Regions from separate parts of the Mus musculus genome. Here all the other regions are linked to region 2. The links are chromatin contacts, called in public promoter capture Hi-C maps. All regions are on one chromosome and are shown on one strand. Each heading gives the region's core, a stretch centred on a gene start, on an enhancer-like site or on the middle of the called end of the contact. The rest is flanking DNA. Distances are from core to core; before and after follow the strand shown. Region 1 overlaps Ralyl (RALY RNA binding protein-like). Region 2 holds the start of Impa1 (inositol (myo)-1(or 4)-monophosphatase 1). Region 3 holds the start of E2f5 (E2F transcription factor 5). Region 4 holds the start of Lrrcc1 (leucine rich repeat and coiled-coil domain containing 1). Region 5 holds the start of Car3 (carbonic anhydrase 3). Region 6 holds the start of Ralyl (RALY RNA binding protein-like). Region 7 holds the start of 4930539N22Rik (RIKEN cDNA 4930539N22 gene).

Evidence for each region. Promoter capture Hi-C pulls out the DNA fragments that hold promoters and counts their contacts.
Region 1: a promoter capture Hi-C map of hippocampal neurons shows a contact between it and region 2, with 3 times the contacts expected there. The contact joins the enhancer-like site here to the promoter of Impa1 in region 2. A contact is called at or near these places in 6 of 39 promoter capture datasets (3T3-L1-derived adipocytes, cranial neural crest, frontonasal cranial neural crest and 3 more) and 2 of 484 Hi-C or Micro-C datasets (cerebral cortex and cortical neurons).
Region 3: a contact with region 2 is called in a promoter capture Hi-C map of second pharyngeal arch cranial neural crest. The contact joins the promoter of E2f5 here to the promoter of Impa1 in region 2. A contact is called at or near these places in 6 of 39 promoter capture datasets (cranial neural crest, frontonasal cranial neural crest, hippocampal neurons and 3 more).
Region 4: a contact with region 2 is called in a promoter capture Hi-C map of hippocampal neurons, with 4 times the contacts expected there. The contact joins the promoter of Lrrcc1 here to the promoter of Impa1 in region 2. A contact is called at or near these places in 5 of 39 promoter capture datasets (cranial neural crest, frontonasal cranial neural crest, hippocampal neurons and 2 more).
Region 5: a promoter capture Hi-C map of cranial neural crest shows a contact between it and region 2. The contact joins the promoter of Car3 here to the promoter of Impa1 in region 2. A contact is called at or near these places in 3 of 39 promoter capture datasets (cranial neural crest, frontonasal cranial neural crest and maxillary cranial neural crest) and 1 of 484 Hi-C or Micro-C datasets (cerebellum).
Region 6: a contact with region 2 is called in a promoter capture Hi-C map of second pharyngeal arch cranial neural crest. The contact joins the promoter of Ralyl here to the promoter of Impa1 in region 2. A contact is called at or near these places in 4 of 39 promoter capture datasets (cranial neural crest, hippocampal neurons, maxillary cranial neural crest and 1 more).
Region 7: a contact with region 2 is called in a promoter capture Hi-C map of hippocampal neurons, with 4 times the contacts expected there. The contact joins the promoter of 4930539N22Rik here to the promoter of Impa1 in region 2. A contact is called at or near these places in 2 of 39 promoter capture datasets (cranial neural crest and hippocampal neurons).

What each region holds. Positions count from the first base shown.
Region 1 is chr3:13,864,426-13,868,352 of GRCm38.p6, reverse strand. The region is part of intron 2 of Ralyl (RALY RNA binding protein-like); the gene reads right to left. Among named protein-coding and RNA genes, the nearest start is that of Gm41998, 68 kb to the left of the region's middle. Within about 2 kb of position 2,287, at least 7 of the 459 cell types and tissues checked have an H3K27ac peak or open chromatin away from gene starts, as enhancers often do. A contact at or near this core is called in hippocampal neurons, where this site is marked.
Region 2 is chr3:10,329,364-10,333,350 of GRCm38.p6, reverse strand. Impa1 (inositol (myo)-1(or 4)-monophosphatase 1) reads left to right here and starts at 1,912. Exons shown (of 9, transcript NM_018864.6): 1 at 1,912-2,029. Slc10a5 (solute carrier family 10 (sodium/bile acid cotransporter family), member 5) reads left to right here. Exons shown (of 1, transcript NM_001010834.2): 1 at 1-1,617.
Region 3 is chr3:14,576,321-14,580,204 of GRCm38.p6, reverse strand. E2f5 (E2F transcription factor 5) reads right to left here and starts at 1,534. Exons shown (of 8, transcript NM_007892.2): 1 at 1,182-1,534. The coding sequence starts at 1,385.
Region 4 is chr3:14,532,497-14,536,024 of GRCm38.p6, reverse strand. It overlaps Lrrcc1 (leucine rich repeat and coiled-coil domain containing 1), which reads right to left and starts at 2,237. Exons shown (of 19, transcript NM_001163579.1): 1 at 2,003-2,237; 2 at 1-26. The coding sequence starts at 2,091.
Region 5 is chr3:14,861,437-14,865,036 of GRCm38.p6, reverse strand. It overlaps Car3 (carbonic anhydrase 3), which reads right to left and starts at 1,499. Exons shown (of 7, transcript NM_007606.3): 1 at 1,432-1,499; 2 at 590-787. The coding sequence starts at 1,465. Gm41999 (predicted gene, 41999) reads left to right here and starts at 972. Exons shown (of 4, transcript NR_168331.1): 1 at 972-1,258.
Region 6 is chr3:13,470,069-13,474,067 of GRCm38.p6, reverse strand. Ralyl (RALY RNA binding protein-like) reads right to left here and starts at 2,413. Exons shown (of 9, transcript NM_001357033.1): 1 at 1,276-2,413. Gm2464 (a long non-coding RNA gene) reads left to right here and starts at 2,239. Exons shown (of 2, transcript XR_003954437.1): 1 at 2,239-2,671; 2 at 3,186-3,629.
Region 7 is chr3:13,650,888-13,654,473 of GRCm38.p6, reverse strand. 4930539N22Rik (RIKEN cDNA 4930539N22 gene) reads left to right here and starts at 1,609. Exons shown (of 4, transcript NR_040598.1): 1 at 1,609-1,644. All of the region lies in intron 1 of Ralyl (RALY RNA binding protein-like), which reads right to left.

The sequences.
Region 1 (3,927 bases), core at 1,038-3,537, 3.5 Mb before region 2:
AACGCCATATCAGCACCTCTTACCTGCACACTATCAGAGATCTGCATAGAAATCACTGGCCATTAAGATCAGGTTGGATAAACATGTGCACTGAAAAATCCACTTTAAAGTGTGAACATGCAGTGAAAATATTCTTATATCTGGAATTACTTCTGGAAAAAATTGAACATGTTGGCATCTAAGGGATGATTGAAACAGCTAGTATTCAATTAAATTAATAGGAGCATTATGTCACCTTCTTTATATTAGAATGCATAGTATAGCATTTGGCTTTAAAAACTACATCCTATGTTTATAAATTAAGGATTATACAAAAATACCCTCAGCCATTACTACTTTTATGACTGGAGATACAAGCAATCAAGCAATAAATCTAGAGGTTATTCACAAGAGCAATGTCAGTAGTAAATATAGCATATTCTTTCTCAAATAGCTAGGTGATTGTTTATTCTCTGTCTATAGTGGAGAAAGTTAATAAATTCCACTGATGGTCAATTTACCAGAGGAATTTTGGTAAAAGACAAGCTTTAAAAAATAACAAAGCAGAGTTATTTTATATGTAAGGGAGTACAAAAGTATTCTGGGACTAGGAAAGTAAATACAAGCTGAATATGACACAGACCAGGAAACAAACCAGATGTGGGCTAACCTGGGACAGATGTGTGCTGAGCGATATGTGGGGAAGAGATGCCCATGTGAGGTTGGCTTGTTTAAGGAGTACATGCTTGTCCATAAATCCTACAGATGGCAGTCTTAAGTATGAAGCCAATTCAGGGGCATGTTCCTCTGCAATGTAGAACTTGTGTTTTAGGTTAATACCAGTTGAACGAACACTTTTGAGATGGAGAATAGGTTTGTCTGTAACCTGAGAACTTCAGAGCATGCCTCCAACATGACAAACTTTGACTTGGAACAATGAAACTGGGAGAATAGCAAAGAACAAAGCTGAGACTTCAGGCAAAATTCTGCACAATATAGTTTAAAAATATATGAAAGATGAGCAGAGCTCAGGTGAACACAAATAGTTATATGTGGTAGTCTGCACAGGGCTGTAAGTTGATAGATATGAGAAGCAGGCAAATTACAGACAGCAAATGATTCACAGAGCATTTTTCCATGAGTGGGAAGGAAGGAGGGATAGAGGGAGGTAGGAAGAGAGGGAGAGAGAAAGGGAGGGAAGGAGGGAGAGAGAAAGGGATGAGCAGGATATTATTGAAGGAGTAAGAACACATAATATGCATACAGTGATGATTATGATGATGGTGATAATGATGATGGTCATGTTGTTCCTGATGCTGACAAATACAATGACTAGGGTGCAAAGTAGTAACTATGTGTTCACAGGCTCACAGAGGATTTATAGAGGATTAAAGTAACATTTTTGTGAATTTCTATAAAATTTCCCTAAGAGACTCATTCATGTTATAAATAAATATAAAGCAATGATGCCTGTATACTTAGAGATGTACCCAGGCCTGCAGTTATGCTTTATATAAAAATTCTGATAAAATTAATGGTTTAGCTCACAGAATCCAGTCACTGAAAGTCTTACACATTTGTTCTTATTCTCCTATTTCCCATTAGAAAGGAAAGAATGGAGAAGGAACAGGAGAAAGGGAGGAGAAAAGTGAGGGTGAATAATTGAACTTTGGTTGAAAATTAAAGTATCTTCACATAAATGTCTCATATTTACTTTATTCTTAAGAAATCACACACCAAGCATAGTGGGTTTTAGAAAGGCAATGTAACAAAACCTGTGTGCAAAAAGAAGAGACAAGCCAAAGACCCACTGTCATGTCCAATATCTCAGTTTCACCACACGATGGCACCAAAGTGCTTTGCAGAGATTCCCCTCTGGCCTTCTGGCACTCCCTCACTGTGTCACTTCATCTATCACAAATAATAAGTAAAAACTACAGAGCATTCTTCATCACTTAAAAGAGAACAGGGAGTCTGACAGTTAAGTTTCCCTGGGTAACAAATCCTAAATGTGACACATCGATGGATTTCAAATCGATATGAAGCTAAGATAGGGAAAAAGAATAGTGGGGAAACAACACCATTAAGATATATTATATTACAACTTTAGAGAGAATAATTTCATAAAGTACGTGGAACACCTTTCTATATTTACAATATATTTGGATAATTTTTTTAAATTCCGATATGCAAATTAGAAGTAAGTAGCAATATTTCTAAGAAAAACTGGCTCCGAAGGCAGCAGCTGTGAGGGAAGAGTCTATTTTTGGCCGTAGGCATACAGATGGCCATCGGTGTATTTCACGCAAACCTCACAGTTGCATCAGGAATAATCTTGGATCTACTGATGTCATGTGCTACCTGCTGTGTGTTGCATATATAGACAAGACTCAGGATCAATTAAAGTAAATATAAGAATGCCGAAAATAGAGATCCTGCATTGGCTGCTTATAAGCCACATGATATCAATGACATCTTATTTTCAAGCAACTTAAAATAAAATGTTATTGTAAACAAGGCATAGAATCACTATCTTTAGTTATCTGAGCAGCTTTAATGACAGTTGTAAAACCATTAGGAGAAGCTCATTTACAAAAGTAGAATCGTTCATCTCATTTCCAATTGATAAAAAAAAAAAAAAAAAACCCTTAAAGGAGGAAGAAGTTGAGTAACTTCTTCATTTAATTCCTTGTTTCCAAAGTGTTATTCAGTTATTTATTTTATGTTCATAAATTATAACCAAATAAGTAGAAAAGTCCAGGTAGAGGTTAACACTTTTATTAAAAAGTTAAAACGAAGAAGGGAAGGACAGACAGAGGGAGGAAGTGAAGGAGGGAGGTAAGGGAAAGGAAGGAAGGAAGGAAGGAAGGAAGGAAGGAAGGAAGGAAGGAAGGAAGGAAGGAAGGAAAGAAGGAAGGAAGGAAGGCAGGCTTAGGATACATCTTGGAAGATGCAGAAGATAATATAAGATTTAGAGGACCAGGAAGTATGCTGTGAGACTGTATCTCTTTGAAATGATGTTCATTTGCTAGGAATCTTAAGTAGCCCCACTCAGAGACAAAGAAATAAGGGCAACTGAGGACTGATGATGAGGAGAGTTAGCCATTCATAGGGATGAGATATTTAAAATGTTTTCAATCTGAGTGATCAACCTTTAAATCATATGCATACAAGCAACACTGCATAAATGATCAGGCTTAATTTATATATTTATGCACTTATAAATATATGTAACACAATAATAATTGAAGAAAAATATACCATGATTTTGAGAGAGCACATGGAAGGGTTGAGGGAAAGATGGAAAAGGGAAAATTATGTAAGATATCTATCTATCTATCTATCTATCTATCTATCTATCTATCTATCTATCTATCTATCTATCTGTCTATCTATTGCCTCCCCTGACTGTATGAACAGGCAAGTGTGATGCTGATAATCCAAAATTATTAGCCTGATTTTTTACACACATCATATGTTCAATTGCTATCTCTTCACCAGATAAATGTAAATAAAAGAAGATTTGGGGGTACTTAGAGAAAGAATACATTTGATAACGAAGTTGAACTGTACAAATGTCCTATTGAAAGTTGTCATTAAATCTAAAAAGCTCTGGAAAATTCTGAAACAATCTTCCTGGACAAGTGGCATCGAAGTGTTACTGTTAGAGAAACACCATAGATAACCATGTAGGAGAATCAAATGGCATGAGGCAATTCATTGCAAGGAATTGAGGTATAGAGATCTATTAAGAGCCTGCAGTGCTACAAGGAAGGAAAAAATCAGACTCAGGGTTATTACAGACCACAAAAAAAATTTCATCCTTCCAGAAAGAAAAACGAAAAGTGTGGAGATGTCTGAAATTAGATACCTGACTAGGGCAAATGAGCACAAAAAATGGCAAATACTGAACGTTTTGAAGTTGAGTGGTTGTTGGGTGTCATTTAT
Region 2 (3,987 bases), core at 663-3,162:
ATGTTAGCTTATTTTGATCAGTGTTTGCAGCTCCTACCTATGTTCCATCAATCATGAAACCATATTGAATAACATGGAGATAGACTCTACTCCTGAGTAGCTCACCTGGCTTATGGAGACTCCACCATTTTAATCTCAGTCAATAATTCTCCAGTGAACTTTGGGACACCACATAAGTTTTAGCATTTGCTTAAGTGACTAGAACAGAACCCCTCCCACCCCAGTGTATGTGTGTGTGTGTGTGTGTGTGTGTGCAGTCATGTGAGTGTACATGTTTGTGTGTGCTTAGAGTTTTCTTCTTGTCATGTATGGAGGTCTCTATAGACATCAGAGCCACCTCCACACACTCAGCAACAGGGTTCTGTATTGTGTGACACCAGCCTGCAGTCAGTGCTGCTATAACGGAATCAGAACATCAGACTCCTTTGTGCGCTTGGCTTTCAGCAGGCACTTGGCAGGAGAATGGATTGTGCTGAGTTACCTGACTGTAGCAAGGAAGAAGCAGCAGAGGCTGCAATGAGCCCCATGGAGTCCTGCTCATCTGATGGAGGAAGCTAGCGATCATTTAATGTAAAGACATCTGATACCTGGTCCCTCATCTGTCCTGCTTTGCAATGTCAGGGGAGGCTCTTTCACTCATACAGCATGCATTTGATAAGATTTTTATTTTCAAACAACTGATAATAGAGGACCCCAAAACCAAGCTCTTGAAGGTCTTTTGTGGAAGAGCAAAAAACCATGAGTATGTGATAGACACCCACATCAGTGTCTTAAGGCAGCAGGCTTCAGAAGAGTAGACTCATTTTGTCTTTGTGGGTTTATCAATCCGATTTGCTGTCCCTGCCACTCATCTCTGAGACATGTTACATGTTGTTGATAATTTCTTGTTTTGATTCCTGAGAACCAATCACTTCACAAGTAATTATGCCAGGGCATTGTGGTCATCTTGTGGGTAGGTCATCTGGATAGAGTTCCACTTAAAAGTAACATACTTACCATGGTACTGTTCCACGTGAGGAAACATTTTAAGAACCATAAACTAGCCTTTGTTGGTCATCCAGAGCAAGTGGTTGAGCCATGAAGATTCTCTGCGGATTTTGGAGTCAGGGTGCTATGCTCTTGTTGTGTGAGTTTGGGACAAATCCCCTGACTTCTCCAAGCTTTGTTTTCCTCATCTGTATTGTGCAGGGACTCTTCATGAAACCGTTCTAACACTTATGTTTAAGCACGTAAGAGCACAAGTGCTGTCTGGTGTGGTGGCAGGTGCCTGTAGCCCGAAAGTGGAGGCAGGATGCTCAAAGACTTCAGAAGCCAACCTATGCTACATAATGGAACACTGCTAAAAATCGACGCCTTTGAAAGCGGCTCAAAGACAGGGTGCTTGTATAGTATTTACAAAGCCTATGGTCCTTAGTATTGAGGGCTGCAGGTGCGGAGAGCAACTGCCTGCCGCCGTCAAGTCCACAACAAACAACCTGTATCTAAGTGAATTATGGAGAAGAGAGTTGGTGCAAAAAATAAAAATAAAAATCTCCTTTAGGCTTACAGGTTTAACAAATGAGAGTGCCCAATGACAGTCACAACTCCAATTTAGCTGTAGCCGAAGAGCAGAATGGGAAATGGGAAAATATAAACTAATAAAGAAATTTAACTAATATAATTTATATATAATTTAATATATAATATATAATATATTATATATATTTAATTTCACTAATATATAACATATATGATATAAACTAATAAAAAAATAAACTAATAAAGACAAAAGTGGAGATTTGAAAACGGGATTCTTAGAGAAGAAAGGGTATGCAGGAGAATGCCAGAACACGGTAACTTCAACCGGACCAGCCCTTACAAAGGCAAATTCGGCCCGGCTTACACCTCCAGTCTGAGCGAAGACGTGAAGGCGGGGTTTTAATGGGGCGGGACTTCCTGTCGGAGCAATCCCCGTTACCTCCGGAAGAGCCGAAGAACCGAGCCCTCGGACGCCGGCGGTTGAGCATCGATCGCGGTGCGCTCGCGCGAGGTGAGTCGGTTCTGTCCCTGGCTTCCGTGCAGCGTTATTCGGTGGCCGAGGCGGGGGGTTGTGCGGGCTGCAGACAAGCTCTCCCCATGCTGGGCCGGGGCGCCTGCCGGGCCCTCCTCCCGGCGGTGCTCTCCGTAGCGCTCCGGAAACAGCCGAGCGGGTTCGCCAGGCGGTCCTCGATCTCTGAGGTTCTGTGTCGCAGAATGAGCCCGGCTCTGCCCAAGCCCTCAGGGCTCTACACGGCAAGTTCCCTGGCTCACGAATTTACAGGATTAGGGGTGAACAAGACCAGGTCCGGTGATGTCCTGCGTCGGGAGCGGGGCCTGTATAGGATAGAAACAATTTTAAGTCTGTATGATTTTGTTCCCAAAGTGAGGGTGATAGAATATGACCCCCGTGAAAACAAGTCTTGAAGCAAAGGTCTTTGAAATAAAAGGGTTTATTGAGCCATTAATATATATCAGCTAGGAAATGGACCAAGACTTGGGGCACATTTTGTAAACTACCAGCAACAAAGCTAAAAAAGTGCCTCTGATGAGCTAACGCTATAATTGAATTTCAAGGCACAGGCTTTTAAAGTCTCTATTCTTGCCCCCCACCATGCTCCACAAAGCCAGAACAAACCCCAGAGAACTGTTACCTAATTAACTTCCCTTGTGTCTTCCCTCTTCTGGACCTCTACATTTTAGGGCACCTCAGAAATTTTTATTTATCAGCCTCCTTTCCTCAAGGAATATTAGAACTGATTAAGAAGATGTAGCATGCATTATAAATGACCAAATGTTGCATAGCAACAGCAGTTTTTCTGCAACTGTCTATTGCTTGATATCTGTTGGGTTGAAGATTCGATGGATGGCTTTTGAAACAGTCCTGGGGAGTCAGGAGGTGTTCTGTTCATGTTGTCACAAGGTAAAGTGTGAGTGGCTTGAGGAAGCAAGTGGTGAGGAGGCAAGCCCAGCCCAAGAATGTCCAGTTGTGACAGAATAGAAGAGAGCAGTAAGAACAAGTGTGACCAAGTTTGGAAAGCATTCTTGAAGAGCTGTAAGGAGTTTATTCTATAACTCAAAGCGCCTTTTATATGCTTGCTTGGACGCTTGGATCACAGGAAAAGGCGCTTAGGCGTGAGGGCAAATGTCTGTAATCCCACCAGCATTCTGAAGACTAAGCGAGGATGCTCAAAGCTTGAAGCCCACCTTATATCAATAAGAAGGAAGGTGAAGCCGTAGCCAGCAGCATCTGGTTGTGTCTGTCTGCTCTGTGTCCCTGCGCTTCTCCGTGTACCTGACGCTCTTACAGGGGAAGCACAGGGTGTGACTTGTCCTGGGAAGCAGGCAGAGCGGCCACCTTTCCTGGGCATGAGCACTTCCATGCTTCCCTGGGCTAGGGGCCCACGTTAGTGTTAGTGCGGTCAAGCCTGGGGTGAGTCTGGAGAGGTCAGCAGAAAGCTGTCAAGTCACTTGCTCACATTTCCCCTGCCTGAAGTCTAGGAGGCAAATGGCACCTTTGCTTTTAGACATAGAGTTTTCTTCTCTCAAACGTGGTAAGGGAAAGCAGGGAACTTTCCCATCAGAATTGAGCATACGTTCTGTAAAATCTGCTCATATAATACGGGGCAAAGTACTTGTAATCTGTGAACCTTAAAACTTCACCTTTACCTTATTTAATTCCATGTGCAAAGCACTGAACTCCCTGGAGTTGAGTTAATACAGGCAGCCTTTGTTCCTTGGTCTTTAAAAGTGCTTTGATTCCAGCCTTCCCATGTTCTTTACCTTGCTCCCCACCCACTCCTACACCTACCCGTTAGACCATGTCTTGACCTCATCTGAGCTTGACCTAAGCTTCAGGGGCATCCCCACGCTACCCCCACCCCCACACTATGATATGGTATAGCTACAACCCAAAATGTGATATTGTGTGGTCACTTGGGAGACAGCTTCATAGAACATTGTTTGCTATGA
Region 3 (3,884 bases), core at 285-2,784, 4.2 Mb before region 2:
TTTAATGTAGTCATCCACTACAGGTGAATTTAACTTTAAACAGCAGATTTCAATGGGTGTTTTGTAGCATCAGGTGTTTCTCTGCTGACCTCATTAACGCCAGTGAAACTGGAAACCGTACCATTTGAATTCAATACAATTTGAGTACTGTAGATGCCCATTAGAGGAGGGAAAGAAGAGGTGAGGGTAGGGTGGGGGGAATAAAAGTGGAAAAAGGTCCCAGGAGTAACATTTCCAAATATGAACCGACACTAACTGGCATCTACACCCAGGAAAAGGGGGGAATCCAAGTGCCAACAAGCCAGCGCCTCCCACTGGGCCAGGACAGGACACTCAGCAGAGTTCTGGAAGGCAGGCTTCTCCTGTTAAGACTCCTATTTCCTATGCCTTGGCCACCCACGGTCTTGAGGATGGTAATAGCTTCAAGCCAGGAGCTGTGAGGAGTCATAAGAGGCTATTCGCTGTGACTGTAAACTAGCAATTTTGTTTATTTTTGAAGTATTGGCTCTTTCTGAACCTCCTTGTACTAGCTGAATTTTAATTCGCACGATCCCATACTGTTCCCCTTTCCCTGCGTTGTGGAATCCTTCCAAGTTTTGCCAGGAACGGTTAAATCACTATGACTGAACTGCTTTAAATGGACGTTGTTGTTTGAAAAAAATCCGAACCATAGCAAAGAACGAAGCAAACATCCTTATAAAACCAGATAAAGCTTACTAAGTAATTTCACCACTTAGTCTGAACGGCACAAAATGACCCCTCTCTGTGTGACCGCAAATCTCAGGTCTAGAAAGTAGAAAGATTCTAAATTAAGCCAACAAATCCAATCTTACTTCCCAATTCTTAATTCTCGATGAAGAATGTCCCCTTCTAAAAACTACTACTTTAGAGGAGGTGTGGAAAGTTTTCTCTTTTCCTCTTTCATTCCGAAGAACTGGCATGAAAGTTCTTCAAAACAGGAATGAAGTTCTGCAGAGCGGTCGGTCCTTAAGCGAGTCCAGAGCAGAGCGCGAATTCCTGGGCGCTCGCTCCGGGTGCTCCTTTGTGGCCAGGGCCGCGCGGTGGCCGGTCGGTGGGGCCCCCGCATCCATCCCGGCCCCTCCGGGTCCGGAGTCTCGGCGCAGTGGGGGTGGTGGACCCAGCACCCTCGGGCGGGCCTCGCCCTCCCCATCCCCGCTCACCGCTTTGAGATCCAGGACGCCGTCCTGCGCCTCCTGCAGCAACGACACGAATTTGGTGGTAAGCAAGCCCAGGCTCTTCTCGTGCCGGCTGCTGCCCCCCGCGAGCGCCGCGGACGGCTGCGAGGATGGCGCCCCATGCGGCGGCGGCTGAGCCTGGGCCTGCGGCGTGGGCTGAGCAGAGCTCGTGGGCTCCGCCGCCGCCATCACCGCCGCGGCCCTGCTGTCCTCTGGCGAGGAGCCGCTCCGCCACCGGCAGAGGAGGTGCGCGGACTCCGCTCCCCGCCCACGGCGCGCCCCGCGTCCACCAGTCCCCGGAGCCGCGCGGCTCGCGCACGGCACCACAGAGCGCGCGGATTCACACGAGCGGCCAGCGCCGCGAGGGTGGGCCCGAGTTTAAATGGCAGGAAGTGACGCCGCGCGGCGTTGCCTAGTAACGCACTCTCCGCGGAGGGGCGGGGCAGTCGGGTTCCCTCAGGCGGAGCGTGCTTTTGGTCGGCCTGGAGCGCTCATCCCTGATCAGGTGCAAGTATTGTAAGGCTCATCTTCGCGTAAATAGGAGAACGCCGCGTCCCGGAAGGTTTTGGGACTCTGACCTTCAGTCTTTTCCAAAGCCTTTTCTGCAAACAGAAGCACCTGAGCCTTGACGGTGAAGGAAGTAGACCCCCAGCTCTTTCCTTACCTGCCTTTAGTGTTCTTTACAAAATTATACTCTTTTGCTCCCCAATAATTCTATTATTGAGACAATCGCAGCATCTTTTGACTTATTGACATCGTAAACTATGGCTCGATAGTAAGATCACAGATATAAGAGGAGGAAATGTGCTCCCACATTTTTTATTTGCAAACTTGAGACTCAGGATTAAAATCTTCAACACCTTGGGTGGGTAAGATGGGTCGGGGTAGTGTGGGGAGCAACCTCTCAGAGGCAAAGGGAAGGGGGTATGGGATGAAGAACTTTTGGAGGGGCTACCTGGAAGGGGGGGTAACATTTGGAATGTAAATAAATAAAAGTTTACAAAAAACAAAAAACAAAAACAAAAAAAAACCCAAGATCTTAAACAACTTGGTATTCGCACCTGTTGAATATCCTTCACACTTAACAAGTAGTAGGTGACTAAAAACATCATTTGGCAGGAATTAATGAAGACATATCCTTCATGCAAGAATGCCCAAATTAACAGTAGGGAAAAAAAAAAACAAAAAAACAAAACGCGAGGAGAAACTGACAGCATTAACTAGTAAATCCTGAAAACAATTTTAAACCAAAATTTTTCCAGGCGTCTGGAGCAAAACTTCTGTAGGGGAAGCATTTTCCTTCAGAGCTGCAACACTTAAAATCCCCGTCTGCCCCCCCAATCCACCTGCAGATTCTATTCCACTGACCCTTTCCAGAGAGATACCCTCTTTAGCCTGTCTTGTTACTTAGTCTTTCTGGGTCTGGGGATTGTAGCATTATGTTTACTTTACAGCTAAGATCCACTTATAAGTGAGTATGTACCATGTTCATCTTTCTGAGTTTGGGTTACTTCACTCAGGATGAGGTTTTTGAGTTCCATCAATTTGCCAGTATATTTCATGATGTCATTTTTTTTTTTAAACAACCGAGTAATACTCCATTGTGATAATGTACCACTTATTTTATCTTTAAATCCATTGTTCGATTGAGGGAATGTAGGTTGTTTCCAGTTTCCGGCTATTATGAATAAAGCTGCTGTGAACATAGGTGAACAAATGTCCTTGTAATAATATGTAGCATCCTTTGGGAATATGCCCAAGAGTGCTATAGCTGGGTCTTGAGGTAGATTGAGTCCCCGTCTTTTGAGAAACCACTATATTGATTTCCAAAGAACCTGTACTAGTTTGCCCTCCCAACCAGCAATGGAGGTGTGTTTTCATTGCTCCACATCCATTCCCCAGCAGAATTTGTCACATGTGTTTTTGATCTTAGCCATTTGACAGTTGTAAGATGGAATTTCAAAGTCGTTCTAATTTGTATTTCTCCTGATGGCTAAGGATGTTGACCATTTCCTTAAGTGTTTCTTGGCCATTTGAAATCCTTTTGTTGAGAATTCTCTGTTTGGATCTTTACACCATTTTAATAGGATTATTTAATTTGTTGATGTGCGATTTCTGGAGTCCTTTATGTATTTTGGATATTAGCCCTCTGTCAGATGTGATGGGATCTTTTCCCATCCTGTAGGCTGCTGGGTTGTTTGTTTGTTTGTTTTCTCCTATTAATGGTGTCCTTTGCCTTATGGAAACTTTTCAGTTTCATGAGGTCCCATTTATCATTATTGATTTTATTGCATGTGCTACTAGTGTCCTATTCCGGAAGTTGTCTTCTATGCCTATGCTTTCAAGGCTATTCCTCATTTTCTCTTCTATTAGATTCAGTGTGTCTGGTTTCATGTTGAGGTCTTTGATCCACTTGGACTTGATTTTGTTCAGGGTAATAGATAAGAATCTGTTTTTATTCTTCTACATGTAGTCATCCAGGTAGACCAGCACCATTTGTTGAAAATGCTTTCTTTTTTCCATTGTATATTTCTGGCTTCTTTGTCAAAAATCAGATTACATAGGTGTATGGATTTACTTCTCGGTCTTCAATTCCATTAATCAATGTGTCTATTTTTATGCCTAGACCATACAATTTGTATTATTATTGTTCTGTAATACTGCTTGAAATGGTGATGGTGATACCTC
Region 4 (3,528 bases), core at 988-3,487, 4.2 Mb before region 2:
ATGAATCTAAAGATAACTCTGATATACTATAAAAGAAAATGTTGTAAAAACATATTTAAAAGGCATAACCAAACAGTTGCAATTAAGTACAATGACTATAATGAATATTTGCTCTACTCACTTTAGAAAAAAAACAATCTATCCTAGGCCCCCTTTCTTTCCTACCCAACTTGTGACCTTTTTGGTTGGATTGTTTTCATAATCAAGACCAACGTGTGCTGCCCAAACATCCTCGGATGTGCAGCCTTCTAGGCTTATCAAGGGAATATTCTTAGAGAAAACCCACCCTCTTCTGGTAGCTGAAAATGAGCAAGTTCAAGCTTTAAAGCTATTGTCTTAATTTTCAAACTCTTAAGCAGTTGGTGTATGGTTATGACAATTAAAGAGACCAAGAGTGACCTGGCATGAATCCAGATCCTATGCATGAGTTTATAACTTTCTTTACTCTCAATGATAGCTAGTTAGTCCAGAATGTAGTTTCCAAAAAACACAAAACACAAAACAAAACACCAAAAACCTTAATTATGTTTCTTGCTGGTGGAAAAGCTGAGGTCCTTTCTAACTGCAAGCTGGAATGCATTTTCTCTAAACTGAAATCATCTCTTTACTCCCACTACTACCACTTATAAATTGAGCATGCCGAGTAGAATGGTATTTCCATGGAACTACAGTGCACTGCTCAGAGATGCTAAAAGTAGTTCAGAATAGCACACACAATGTCAAGGGCATCTGTGGTAGATTTTTATGCTAGCTAGTATAAAGTTGCAGGAAACCTACTTATTGGCAGCAAGGAAACAGTTGCAAACCTCAAAACACCAATTTCTAAAGGTGTCTGAAGTATTTGCTGATTATCTGGCAATTACAGAATTATTTAGGGACAAATTTTGTGCTATTATATGCTCTTAATAGCAATCTGTTTTCTGACCTATCAGAAATCAATACTGTTGAATTTACTTGCTCACTAGTTACACTGTCAAGTTATATAATGTATCTAAAATATAAATTCCCAGAGTCATTGCTTACTAGAAGAAGAAAAACAAAACAAAACAAAACAAAAACGACCCTGCATAATTGCTGTGGTGATTAGTAATAACACATATAACATTCACATAGACATCATCCTCAAAGCGATAACCATTATTAAATATAAATGTAAGCATTCTTTTGAAAAAACCTCTTCGTTGGCAACCCTTAGATCAGGCCTGAGACTAAATTGTTTTCATTATATTATAAATACCACGGTTCTGATGGAGTAGAGCAGGCACCTCAACAAAGACAGAGAATATTGTAACAGAAATGCCTGGATCTCAGAAATAGCTAACTGGCCAGTGAAAAACAAGAGAGGGTCTAGGTTGAACTGGTAAGGCTCACAGAGTATGGAAAATCCAGGGGCCTGAAAAACCACTGAGCAGTCTCAGTAACATAAAACAGGGTCAGTAAGAGTTATATTTGGTACTTTCAACAACTGTATGGATATGTCTCTGATTGTGTCTTATGCAAAAGAACTTAAAAACGGGTGAGAACTGAGGCAAGAGATGTAAGCAGGGAGTAGAGAAGGCTTGCCTTGCTGCTTGCCCCACTTCTCAGGCTCCTGGAAGGAGACCAGGAAGAGCAACAGCTAGGGGGTGCGAAAGTGGGGGCGAGGAGAGGGGAAAGAGGAAGCTTGGGCTCAGCAGGTCCGTAAGAAAGAACCGCAGGTTGCGCTGGGTGGTGGAGAGAAAGGAACCCCGGGATCTGTGGAGAGGATGCGGAAGAACCCTGAGCTCAGCTGAGTGAGCCAGGAGGGATTCAGGGCTTGGCAGGGAGGAAGCCAGGGCAATGCTGGGAGGAGTAAGAGAAGCCCCGGGCCGTGCAGGGGGAACACAGAGAAACCCCGGGCTATGCTGGGGGACAGAGAGGAGCCCCAGACTGTGCTGGGAGGATGGGGAGGAACCCGCTTCCTGCACAAGCCCGGCTCTCCGAAGCCAGCCAACCCGAGGTCCAACCGGGTGGCGGCAGCTACCTGTGCAGGCCTTTGTCCATGAAACACACATCCCCGCAGCTGCTGTCGCCATCCTCCCGTTCGATTTCGCTACACACCGCCGCCTCCATGGTACCCGCGACGGGGAGTGGGTGTTAACCGGCGCCCAGCGCTGGGTCCCAGCTTGCTCACGCCTCCAAAAGCGGGAGCGGGGAGTGAGCAAGGGGCGGGGCGAGGACTCTAACCGCCTGCCGCACTTTCCCCGCCCTGCGCGGCCGCAAAGCAGGACAACGGCGCCGCTCAAAGAGGGCTTGACTTTTACGGCATCTGCCTTTAAAGTAAAGCCTTTCCATTTGTTGGTTTGGAATGAGTGGGCTACTGAACATTATTTATAGCCCACTGCCATATGGAGGCGTTTTTCTCAATAGTTTGCTTTTATACTTCGTGACGTGATCTTGCAGACATAGTAATGTTCCCCGTTTTTGGTCACTGAACTCCTGTTAAATCCTTAAGTATTTGTGCAATGCCTTTATTTATGTATGCTGGTCTCCCTGTGATGAGAAAAAAATGTTCAGCTTTTTAAAGAATTCGCTCAAGAGACACTCTTCAATGCCTCTGCAAAAGCAAACACTCCAAAGATACTTCACTGGGCTGTTTCAAGGTAGAGTTGGTGAGACAATGGTTTTTCCATTGTGGTATAAAATTTTTCTTTGGTAGGTGATGACAGTCATGACATAAGTTGACCCCCTTTCCCTCCCAACTGATAGACTGATCTCCTTTCAGGGACCTTATTTCCACAGTTCTTCAGAAAATCTCACAAAATGGTAGGGGATGTTCAGACTATGTTGAAAAAGATATTCTAACGATGCCAAAGAGTTTGTACACCTTTGTTAGTGCACACGTGTGGGAAAATATCCTGATGTTTTAGTTTTTTATACAGTGGGGACAACCTATCTACAGCCTCAAGGATGTGTAGCCGCCACACAAAGGCATTGCAAAGATAAGGAGACAGCCACCAAAATACAGTTTTCCTGGCTACCACATAAATAACTTGTTGGGGACAGCATACCATGACAGCGACTGCCCGCAGTAGGCCAGGATGGAGACATCTCAGTAGCCCACTGCAGCTCTTTGTAGAAAACAGTCGTTCCCACTTCTAATCTTATCCCTGAATAACAGCTGTATAGAATTCATTTGTGGGTGCCTGTCTTTCAGTTGGTCTTGGTGGGCATAATTATTCTATTATATCTGACTTTCTTATTTCTTTCTCCCTTCTGCTCTGGTGAATTCTGTGAAACTAGACGTTCCTTGATTCTTAAACAGTTAAAAATTGAGGCATAGGGACACAGCACAGCACAGTCCTAATGGTGCCTGCTGTGTGTTCTCATCTTGAAAACAATATAATAACTGAACAATGATAGTTCCAGATTAATGCTTGACTTGCAAAGAAAGTTTGAAGAAATTATTAGAAAATGAATTAGAGCCAACATTGGTATCCCAAGAAAGGAATAGTTTTTTTGAAATTATGAAATAAATTTTGCACAACATTTAAGAGTGGTTTCTGAATA
Region 5 (3,600 bases), core at 250-2,749, 4.5 Mb before region 2:
TATTTTATTTCACAGATCAGTTACTAATGTAGGTTAAAAAAATAAAACCTCCCATGAATGCTTCAATTCCACACTAACATTGATCCAAGAAAAAGTGGTCATATACATCAGAAACACTCACCACAAAGATACTTCCTGAAACCAGGCCTCTTTAACTCACACAGTGACCCTGCCTTTTCACATTAATTAGCCTCCTTCCATCCGCGAGGAAAGAGAGGACCCATTTTATTTCTTTCATCATGGTTGAATCTGTTCTCCATATCACCAGGAACCATAAAAACGTTGTCTCTCGGTGGTCAGAAAGCCCATGTGGACTCTCTGTCCTCCCCTGGGGATCCACACTCTGTCTCTGGAGTGTTTTGCTAACTTTTAGCTTGGGCATATGGCCATTTTGCAGCAACGAGAGGGTGTGACATTCCTCTTCATTGTGTGAATATAGTTCTCCACAACTAAAGCCAAGTCTAAAGTCATCTCCATTTCAGGGATAAACTTCTCCCGCTTCCCATAATTCTGTTACCGTGTCACAAATTGCGTCTTGCCATTAGATACTGAACACACTCACGTGACCCTGCCGAAGGGCTATACTTACTAGACCTGTCATAAGTATCATCAAACACAACTCTGCAGGTCTTCCCATTGTTCAGGATGGTCTTAGCAGAGCCAGGGTCATAAGATGCTGACCAGGGCTGCAGAGAGGGGTCATGCTTGATGTCTTTAGTATGCAGTTCAATGGGTGACTGGTTGTCCCCTTTGGCAATTGGATAAAGTTCATGCCAGTGATCAGGACCTAGGAAGTAAATGGAAGAGAATTTATTCATTTAATAGTACAGCTCAAGGCCTCTATTTAGTGAACTGTGCCAGCAAAGTGTACAGAAGCCAAAGAGTGACTGCAGAAAGGTCTCTGGTTCAGATTGAGCAACACAGCACTTTGATTTCAAACCTATTTAGAAGCTTGCTTACCTATGCTCAAAGAGCGTTCCAATCTCCACATTCCCTCCCCTGGCTTGAGAACCATGTAGCCAGAAAAGCTTATCTTTGAAATGAACCACAGATCGATCATATATTTTTTGGAGTACTTTGCAGCTTGGAAGGGATATTTTCTTCTTTTTCCCAAGGCTGACTTGGTCAAAGCAAATATTGTTACCGGACCCCAAGCTCAAAGAGGCTCACTTCTCAGTTTCACAGAAAAAATTCAACTGGACCTGACTTCTGGCTGAGTGACTTCTCAGACACATCATCGGACCTTAAGCTAGTTATAGTGAGTATGTCTCTGAGCTTCAGGTTCCTCCGTGGAAAGGAAAACAGTGAGTCGTGTTAAAGACCAGCAGCATGGAACACCAGAAAGTTTTCACTATATGCTAGTTCTTAAGGATTCCTCCCTGCACACCTGTGCAATGCAGATACACCCTGTTGTGTCCTGGCCCCACTCACCATTGTGGCTGGCGTAGCCCCACTCCTTAGCCATGGTCACCTTTCGTGTTTCTCAGCGCTGGACAGCTCCTGCTCTTTCTTGCTCCTGTTGTCCGGCAAGGTCTCCAAGAGTTCGCTCTTTTATATAGATCTCCTGCAGTGTGCATGACCTTATTAGGTCAGCGGTGAGGCAGGGGGCTAAACTGGATTGGGGTGGTACTCAGAAGGCCGGGGGCGGGAGAAGCCAATGAATTACAAGAGCTGGACAGCTGTCCGGGTGAGAGGGTAGCAGGAGGGGGCAGGGAGGAGGCGCGGAGGGGGAACGGAGGGGGACAGAGCCCCCCCTTTCTTGGCTCTGCAAGAGCCCTGGCTCCTTCCTTTGTTCACTTTGCAGGCTACCAAGCAGCTGAGCTTTCTAAGATCTCCCGCTTTGGCTGGTTCCCTCCAGTTTTCCTGCACTTGGGGGTCTGGAGGAGCAGCCGGCTCATGCTGCAGTCTGGTGTTACTTAGCAACTAAAAGTTGCACCCGCGGCTCTTGCAGCCTCTCTCAGAAGACTTTTAACTCAGAATGGAGGACCCGCTGCAGTCTCCGGATGCTGGGGTTCCTTTCCCTGCAGGAATCCGGTTAGGACGGAAAGAACTCCTCTGATCCTCTGACTAGTGCGTGATTCTCCTACGGAAAACCTGTAAAATTCTGGGAATAGAGATGAGGAGGAGTCTGGGAGTGCCCGCTTTCCAGTCCCGGTATCCTTAAGGGATGAGTCTGTAAGGTAGACTGCTTAGGCGTCACACCAGTCTAGCTTAGTTTGTCTAGTACGACTCAGGAGCACAGCACTGGATCCCTGGCCAGGGAGGGACTCTGCACCCTAGCCTCAGTCAGCAGCAGTCTGGGACAGAGCCACAGAGCTTTGCTCTGTTCATCTCAGGGCACCAAGGATACCCGAAGTTGAAAGGGTACAGTCAAAAATGAGTACACTACATAAAATTTTCACTTTCTAAGACATAATTAGAGACAAGGAAAAAAAGGAAAAGGTCTATGAAATCGGTTTGGGAGCCGGCTGCGCGGGGCGGGGCGGGGGGGGGGAGCTCGTGTCTTTTCTCTCAGTTTTAATGTGTTTTGTAATGCAATAAACCACATAAACAGAGACTAAAACTGGCATATCCCACTTGTGCATGACAAAGGTATAATTAGAAATATCTGGTTATGGCTCACATGAAAGAAGCCGGTATAATAGATGTTTGCAATTCTATGTATCTATTATGAAAAAAAAAATCTTGTTTGGGCAAGAATATCTTGAGACCAGAAAGATACACCGTATCTTGGAAATGTCTTGAACAAGATCTCTGCAAGCATTTTCTTATAACTTTTACTTTTATAAAAATGACGTTTTCATTTTGCTTTTCCTCGTGGGTAACAAAACCTGAGAAGGAAATCTCTCATCATGGCAACGAGAGCTCATCAGCTAGGTATGTGGAATGGCTGACCACACTCAGAACCTGGACGCCAGGGGAGTCAGTCTCTAGGGTATTTTTGTGACCAGGGATCACTTGATCCACACAATAGCACTGTGGAATCAGGAACTCTCAGTTAGTTTGGAAGATCCAAGCAAACACAGAGAAACAAATACCGTTAGCTCTAAGGGTGTATGCATGCCTGGGTTTCTAGCTCACCGGGATGGCTGCTGCTGTATGTGAGATTAATAGAGGTGCTTTAAAGTTACAGCCACATGACTGTTGATGAGTAAGCTGTAGTCTCATTCCATGCTGTCAACTGTGACACAAACTCTGACCTGGATGATCAGGAGACTGATAGCTAAATCTTACCAAGATTTATTTGAAACTGAATATTGAGATAAAAACACAATGAATTATAAATGCAATCTAGTAATTTGTAATGCTACTACTGTTTATGCTTTAATCTTTTTAGTGCTTTTTAAATGCTTTATTTGCACCCTAACAATGTACATAGTGGGGCGTATTTTAAAAAGACACTAGGTAGAATTTGCAACTAATTTGGATATAAGTTTGCAAACAGTACTTTGGATAAAATTAGTGAAAACTATAATTTAACATAATTCGGAATAACTGTGTAAATATAAGCCAGGAGCAGTGGCTTGTGCCTTTAGTCCCAGCATCAGGAGTGAACAAGGCAATCATGTCTCTATGAGTTCCTGGCCAGCTTGGTCTACA
Region 6 (3,999 bases), core at 1,164-3,663, 3.1 Mb before region 2:
ATTCAATAAAACATTCAGTTGGAAGCCTATAGGATAAGTTATTCATTCTTTTGCTATAGGTCCTTGTTTTCCAAAGTTTAGTTTTAAAATTTTTTTAGATAACCTAGAAGAAAACTTAATAAGGCAAAAACAATATAATTAATTTATTTTACCATAACCCAAACAGTGCACGTGAGAAATTTAGCAGTGAACTAACTCGTTTAAGGTTGGAAAAGAAAATGAAAGTTTCGGAATCCATCTACTCAAATAGTTGTAGTCCCTCTCCAGAGGTTAATATTTAGTCTAAGCCTTTCCTATACTTATTTAGGATCTAAATTCTCCCACAGATTCTGTTACTGTGAAAAGTAGAGAAAAGATTTTTTTTTTTAATTGCCAGCCAGTGCATCTTTGAAAAGTACTGCTGGGTTTATGGAGACATGCAACAGGGCACTCAAACACTATAGATGACATTTCAACCCTCAGTACTTCAGCACTACATCAGTGGCCACCTTCAGTGGCCCTTTGCCCTACTCAGTCGTCGGCCTGGGGTAGGGGGCACCTATACAATCAGTATCTGGTGGTTAAAAATGAAACAGTCTATTTTTAAAGAAAGGATAATGTACCTTGTAGGCGTCGTCCCATTAAACCTAGTATGCACAGGTACAAGTGACCATTCCCTCTCCTCGGAAGACACCAGCAAGGGTTTAAAAGCAAAGCGACGCCGCCAGGAAAGCATGAGGGAGACAACACGGAAGACGTGAAGCTGCCGGAGCTAGCGGAGGCGGCTGGGAAGAACCCACTGCGCTGCTCCCGCGGGTCGCAGAGGCGAGAGAGCAGCGCTCAGTGACTGCTGCCATCCTAGACACCTCGAGCTCTGGCTGCCTGACCAGCCGCCAGCCTCCGGGCGGCAGCGGTCCCCGCCCCTTCACCCTCCATCTGCGCCCGGAGGACCGGATCACCGCACAGTCAGCGCCCCGCGGGGCCCTAGGCTTCCGGCGCTGCGGGTGGCTAAGGCCAACTTGCTGGACCGCCGGCTGTGCTCTGGTTCCCCTGCAGCCACCCAAACCTAGGCGCCACCAGGGGACGGGGTGTTCGCATCTTCAAAACCATCGCGGCCCAGAGAGCACTTTTGTTCTGGCTTCCGGCGCGGCTTTCCCCATTGCGGGCTCGGACACAGCCCAGAACCGGCGCGCACACGCGCACACACCCTCGCACACGCACACACGCGCGCACACAGACTTCTTGGCCAGCGTTGCCATCACACACCCGGGGAACGCCACCGAGGGGGCCAAGTACCTGCTCTCTGCGAGCTGTTGTGCTGTTCACTTCATCCTCCGTTGACAAGGAAACCAAACCGCACTTCATTTTTTTTTCCAGAAAAACCTTCCACTGCCATCATTTGAAAATTGATTTACGGGGAGGGGAGAAGGAGGAAGAAGGGATAATATAGATATCAGGATATCTATCATAAAATTATCTCGGGTTTTTTAAATAAAAAAGTCAAATATGCAAAAGTAATAGTTAATGTAAAGGAGGAAAAAAAGCAACTGCTTAAAAATAATCCCTTTAACTAGCTGCAAGAAAAGTTTCATGTTATCAACTGATATCAAAAACAGGAGGGGAAAAAACGAAATATTTCTCACAGGCTTCCAAAAAGGTCATAAAAATGCAAAATTAATGTCTTTGCTCAGTGGTGCGAATCGAATTGCAAGACGACAAACTTGTGAACACTGCTGGAAAATCCCACCTACACAAAAATGCAATCGGAAAAAGAGTACGTAAAAAAGAGTTAGAAACATGCTTTCTTATCTTTACAAAGGGAAAAAAATAGGCACCATACTTCACAACGCTTTTTCCATAAAACCAGTTGCACATTTTGCTGGACTTGGGAGCCGCTCGCAGAGAGCACCGCTGCCGCGGACTCCCAGACACAGCGCCTTGTCTAGAGAACCATCGCATGCTAGGAAAACTTGATTGAGGAAAAGGCTTAAGACTATGCTCGTCAGCTTTCCCAAATACAAACAATAATCAAAGAAGTGGGAAGAAAAAGAAGAAGAAGAAGAAGAAAAAAAAAAAACAAAAACAAAAACAAAAAAAAGGAAAAAAAAAAGAATAGGACAAGAATGCCACTGAGTAGGTACTCACCGAGCGGGAGTAAAATGTTGGAATAAAAATGAGATTTAGGAAAATACAGTATGGCGGTGGAAGAAGGAATGAAGCGCGTTTTTTTCTCAGTCTCTGCCTCGGGCACTGACACGTGACTCGGAGCCAGGCGGACTTGCAGGCAGCGGGGCCACCGCGGCTGCTGGGCGACCTCGGAGCCCTCGAAGCCCTCTGAGCCGCTCGGGCGGGCGCGGCGGTGAGAGCCCGGCGAGGCGGCCTCCTCGGCGAGCCCGGACTAGCAGGTGCCGCTCACGCTGGGCTGAGCGCACGCACACGCACACGCAGACGGGCAGGGCGCGGGCTAGCGGGGACCGCGCGGGGCGGGCCGGAGGCGCGCAGCTGCCGCCGCCGCCGCCGCCGCCGCCGCCTCTGCCGCTGCTGGTACTGCCGCTGGTGCTGATGCTGCGGGCGCTCCGCCAAAGAAGAACAGCTCAGGGATGTTCAGCGGAGGCATCAGAGGGCACACAACTTGCTGCCCACTGCAAAGTTGCCGCTTGCCACTTCCTTATTATTCGGTTTTCATCTCCAGGTAGTTTCCTGCAGAGAGCTCTTGTCCCTCTCCCCAAGTTTCACTCTTTAAACCCGGTTTAACTCAATCATTTTATTCATTTGATCTTGGGGCTCCCATTTCTTCTAGATTGCTTTGCCCATGTCACTTCCTCCCCCAGGTCCGTTTTCCACCTTGTGGTTCTCTGAGAACCTGGATTCGTGCAGTGCGTTTTTTTTTTTTTTTTTTTTTTGGGGGGGGGGGCGTTGTCACTGCAAAGCCAACATTAATCCTTTTTTTCTTTTTTTGGCTGTCTTGGGGTGTTCCCCCATTCAAAAGATTTTAAAAAATCTTTTATTTGGAAAAATCCCATCCCAGATTTTCGTTTGCTTGTTGCATGATGCTGGGCGGGGTTGTGAACGTGGATAATTTATTCTTTCCTGGGCCAGGCATTGTTTGTTTTGTCTGCTTGAGCACCAGCTTTGACCTGTCTGGAAGGCTCTGTAGTCCAAGCTCCAGGCAGGGTCCTTCTCACTCTTGCAAGTTGTTTTCTCAGGCTGCAAGTCCAAGGAGAGGATCGAGGCAGACAAGTGAGTCCATTGTGTGAGTGTTTGCCCGGCAGCAGGCACCTGGCGACGGTCGAGAGGGGGAGATGTGCACCACTCACTAGAAGGCTGCCAAAGATCAGCTACAAGCCAGGCGGCTGAGCAGTGCTTTGGAAGGTGGAAGAAACAAGGAGTTCACCAAGCATCTGCTGAGGGATGCCTGTCCCTGGAACAAAGATGCCATCAGCCAATCACTGACTGCTTTGGGATTCTTCTACTGCTGCCTGTTGCAGAATCAGCTTTCTGGGCTCTGCAATGAATTAATTTTTCTTCATCTTTCATAAACTATTCTATCAAACCCGTTTCTCTGTATTGCTTTGAATGTGGTTTGCACTAAATTAGTTGCCAACGTCTGTATTATAAAATAAAAAATAAATACAGTTTGTTGTCTCTCATGTTGCTACTCTGATCTTTATGCCACTCTTTCCATCGTCCACGTTGAAAATAAAATCTCTGCTTTGGATGGAGTCTAACCTGGATAGTTTCAACATTGAAGTATGCATTCATTACGGAGGGCTCCAAAAGCAAATGCTTCTACAACATTCTTGGCAAAACTCATTGATCAAATAAAGTACTAAGTCACAATTTAGATAAGAGATATTTAAAATAGCCCTGAAAAATCATTAAATATGTGTCTTGGAAAATTGCCAACTAAACTCACTTATTATACACACTTCCCAGATAGGATGTGAAATACTGATAGAGACAGATGGGTGCATCAAAGTGGAGTCCAGAACACCAGGAGCCTTAAGTTCTGTTGAGAAG
Region 7 (3,586 bases), core at 360-2,859, 3.3 Mb before region 2:
ATCAACTTTATTATGTTGCACAATAAATCTCTTCCAAGCTACAGATGGGAACTGAGTTATAGATCACTAATACATTGGGAAAGGAAAACAAATAGAGTCTTAGAAGAGATGAGAATGACATCACTTGAATACATAAGTAAAAAATTTATGTCTGCAATATGTAAGAAAAGATTGATGCAAGCTTACATAAAATATAAAATGTATCGCACACCTATATGCCTCAGAAATCCAAACAGCTATTTATTCCACACAGTGACTAGTGAAGGATTTCCTATTGACTGGAGGAAACAGTAAATAATCCACGGGCAATGGTGATTCATTCACTGACTTACAGTTTCATTTCTTTGCTACACAACAAGCAATTACAAAGCATCATACATGCGTCAGGTACCTTTTCTGCTTTATCACCCTTAAAATCGCAGTACTCCTGGGCATGGTGGCTGAGACGGTTTGAATATGAAAGGGTCCAATAGGCTCATATATTTGAATGCTCTGGGACTGGCAGTGGAAGGTGTGGCTTTGTTAGGGTAGTTGTGTCATTTTTGGAGTAAGTGTGTCACTGGGGGTGGGCTTTGGGGTTTCAAAAACCCAAACCAGTCCCCACTACTCTTTTTCTACCTGCTGCCTGCAGATCTAGATATAAAGCTCTCATCAACCATGTTTGACATTTTTGATAGAAATATCCTATCAATTTTCCCAAACCACAAAGACTATAACTCTCAGCACCTCATGGACCTTTCTCCAAAACTGACCATAAACTCTTACACACCAATAAGTCACAACAGAAAGTAACAAATAAAAAAAAAACCTGGCAACTTTCCTTTGCAGAAGAAATAAATAATTTCAGCTGAATTAAAAGATAAAAAGGCATGTTAATCTGGAAGTGGACTCTTGAGCATCTTCACCTGAGAGGAAAAAGTCTCAGGCAGACTATGATGTGGTAGCATTTTATCTACTTGAGTGGGGGTTTAGATAAATGGTAACTTCAGGAGAGGGGGTTGGGGCATCTTTTATGAATGTGCATATGTGCTTCTGGCACCTTGTCAGAGTAGAGGCTTTCCAAGTGAGTGGGTTTGAAGGAGAGGGGGGAATAAAATATGCTGGGCCATATGGTGGAGAAGAGCAAGCCAGGAACTCAAACTGAACAAAACCAACCAACCAACCAACCAACCAACCAACCAACCAACCAACCAACCACCAACCAACCAAGCAAGGAAAGAAAGCAAGAAGAAAGAAAGCCCTGCATCCTATCTGAACATCATAGATTAACGCTAGATATCAACAATAGGAACAATCAAAAGTTTACACACTCATAGAATCTGAACAATTCTCTACCAAATAAAAAATAGGCCAAGACAGAAATTAAGGAAGAAAGAAATTAAAGACTTTTTAAATTAAATGAATAGAAAACATATCCAAACTTATGTAACACAATGAAGGTGGTTCTCATATTAATAACTTTAGCTCATCTGAAAACTTTAGAACAAAACCAAGAAATTGTTATGCTCAAGTCACAGAACCCTGAAGAACTTGGAAGCCAATTGTGATGCAAACACACAAGATTCTTTTATTATAAGCTTGAGAACAAGGTCTCTCTCTGGCCCTGTTGCAGCTGGTCAGAGAGCCTGAGTCTAGAGGGTCAAGGTATTTATTGTGGTTACAGGAAGCTTGGGGAATTTTCATACTGGTGAGCAAGTTAGTATTTTAAAAAGTGCACTTCTGGTGAAATCTGCAGGAACCACAAGGTCTGCTTGAGCAAACATCTTATGACAACCACCCTTAGCATCAGCCAGCTTGACTACAATAGCAGGATCAAAGTACACAGAGATAACCTAAGACATCCTGCAGAGAATAGACAACCTAGCCATCATGATTGTCAGGTAGTTTTGCTCTGTGTTTGGATCACTGGTACCAAGGATTGAGGCTATGGGAGTCATCAATAGGGTAAGGAGTAGTAGAAAAGGGAGAGAGAAAGAGAGAAAGGACATACACAGAGAGAAAAGAAGAAGAAAAAGAAGAAGGAGGAGGAGGAGGAGGAGGGGGTAGGAGGAGGAGGGGGGGGAGGAGGAGGAGGGGGAGGGGGAGGGGGAGGGGGAGGAGAAGAAGAAAAAGAAGAGGAGGAGGAGGAGGAGGACGACGACAATGAGGGCGACGAGACGAGGACAAGGAGGACGAGGAGGATGAGGAGGACGAGGAATGGAGAGAGAGAGAGAAAGAGAGAGAGAGAGAGAGAGAGAGAGAGAGAGAGAGAGAGAGAGAGAGAGAGAGAGAGAGAGAAAAGAGAGAGAGCACTGAATTATATAGGGAAATGCCACTGGGTGAAGGGCAGCTCAGCTCCTGAGCTTTAAAGACCAGGGTTGAAGACAGGGTAAGCCAGATAGGGACTGAGAGATGCTGGGAGAACCTGAAGGCCAGGTCTGTTTTGATATGCAAAATATGTGCATCAATCCCTTGTCCAGGGGTCTGAAATCAGTCATTTTATCTTCTAATTTATTTAGCTGCTAGACATTTTAGTTAATTTCAAGAAATAGATGCACTTTTTATTTTAATGGCATTCTTTCAGCAGATTGTCTTACATGAGTTAAAAATAAAGAAAATGCATTGATATAGATACCTCCAACAAAGTTATAACAAATAACATACTATATGCAACTTCATTAAAATACTGAAACTTTTACACAAAGCAAAGTATTTCTCTGTATGTATGCCTATCCTGAACTCTTAAAGAGCTAAGAGAGTGGTATTACAAATTTCTGTTTTTAAAGCTGAAGACTCCACCAGCAAAACCTCCCCAAATCTATATAACAGAGTAGGAAACATGGCTCTTGAATGTGGTTCTCCATGGAAAGAAGGACCTCAGGACCCTGCTGGTGTTTGTTCTGTTCTCATCCCAGTCCAAATCTCAGATTTAGGGAGGTGAAAAATAAAAGCTGTGCAAAGGCAGGTGCAGCAGTAAATCCCTGTGCGAGTCCAGTACCTCTTCCTCCCTCCCTCCCTCCCTCCCTCCCTCCCTCCCTCCCTCCCTCCCTCCCTCCCTCCCTCCCTCCCTCTATCCCTTCCTTCCTTCCTTCCTTCTTTATTTTCAATGCCTAGAATCACTGGATCTAACACATTGAGAGGCAAAGAGTGGATTTGGATTTGTGCTCCTCAGCAAAAATCTATCCTCATAGGCTGCTGTTTCTCACATGGGTCCAAGTCATTTTTTCTTTATTTGCTCTTTGCCCTGCTCTTCAATGATGTATCTTGTGCTTGCTCAACAACAGCAAAAGAGCTCACCACTTCTCAGAGAACTTCCTCACATTCTCCTCTCTAGACTCTTTACGTTATGAGTTTTATACAATTCTTCCTGCACTTTTAATCATCTCTGTTCAAAATCTCCTACAGCCCCATGAATATTAATACAATAATGAATATCTCAGTCTAAATCAGTGGTTTCTTTTCCTACTTCAACTGTTATAAGAAAGTATGTAATATCCTGTTGAACTGGCTGGAGTGATAGTCAAAGATAAGAAAATAGATGGAGGAAACAAATAAGATATTTCTGGATAGATGAAACTGTAATGAGCCCAATAAAAACCTTTTCAGA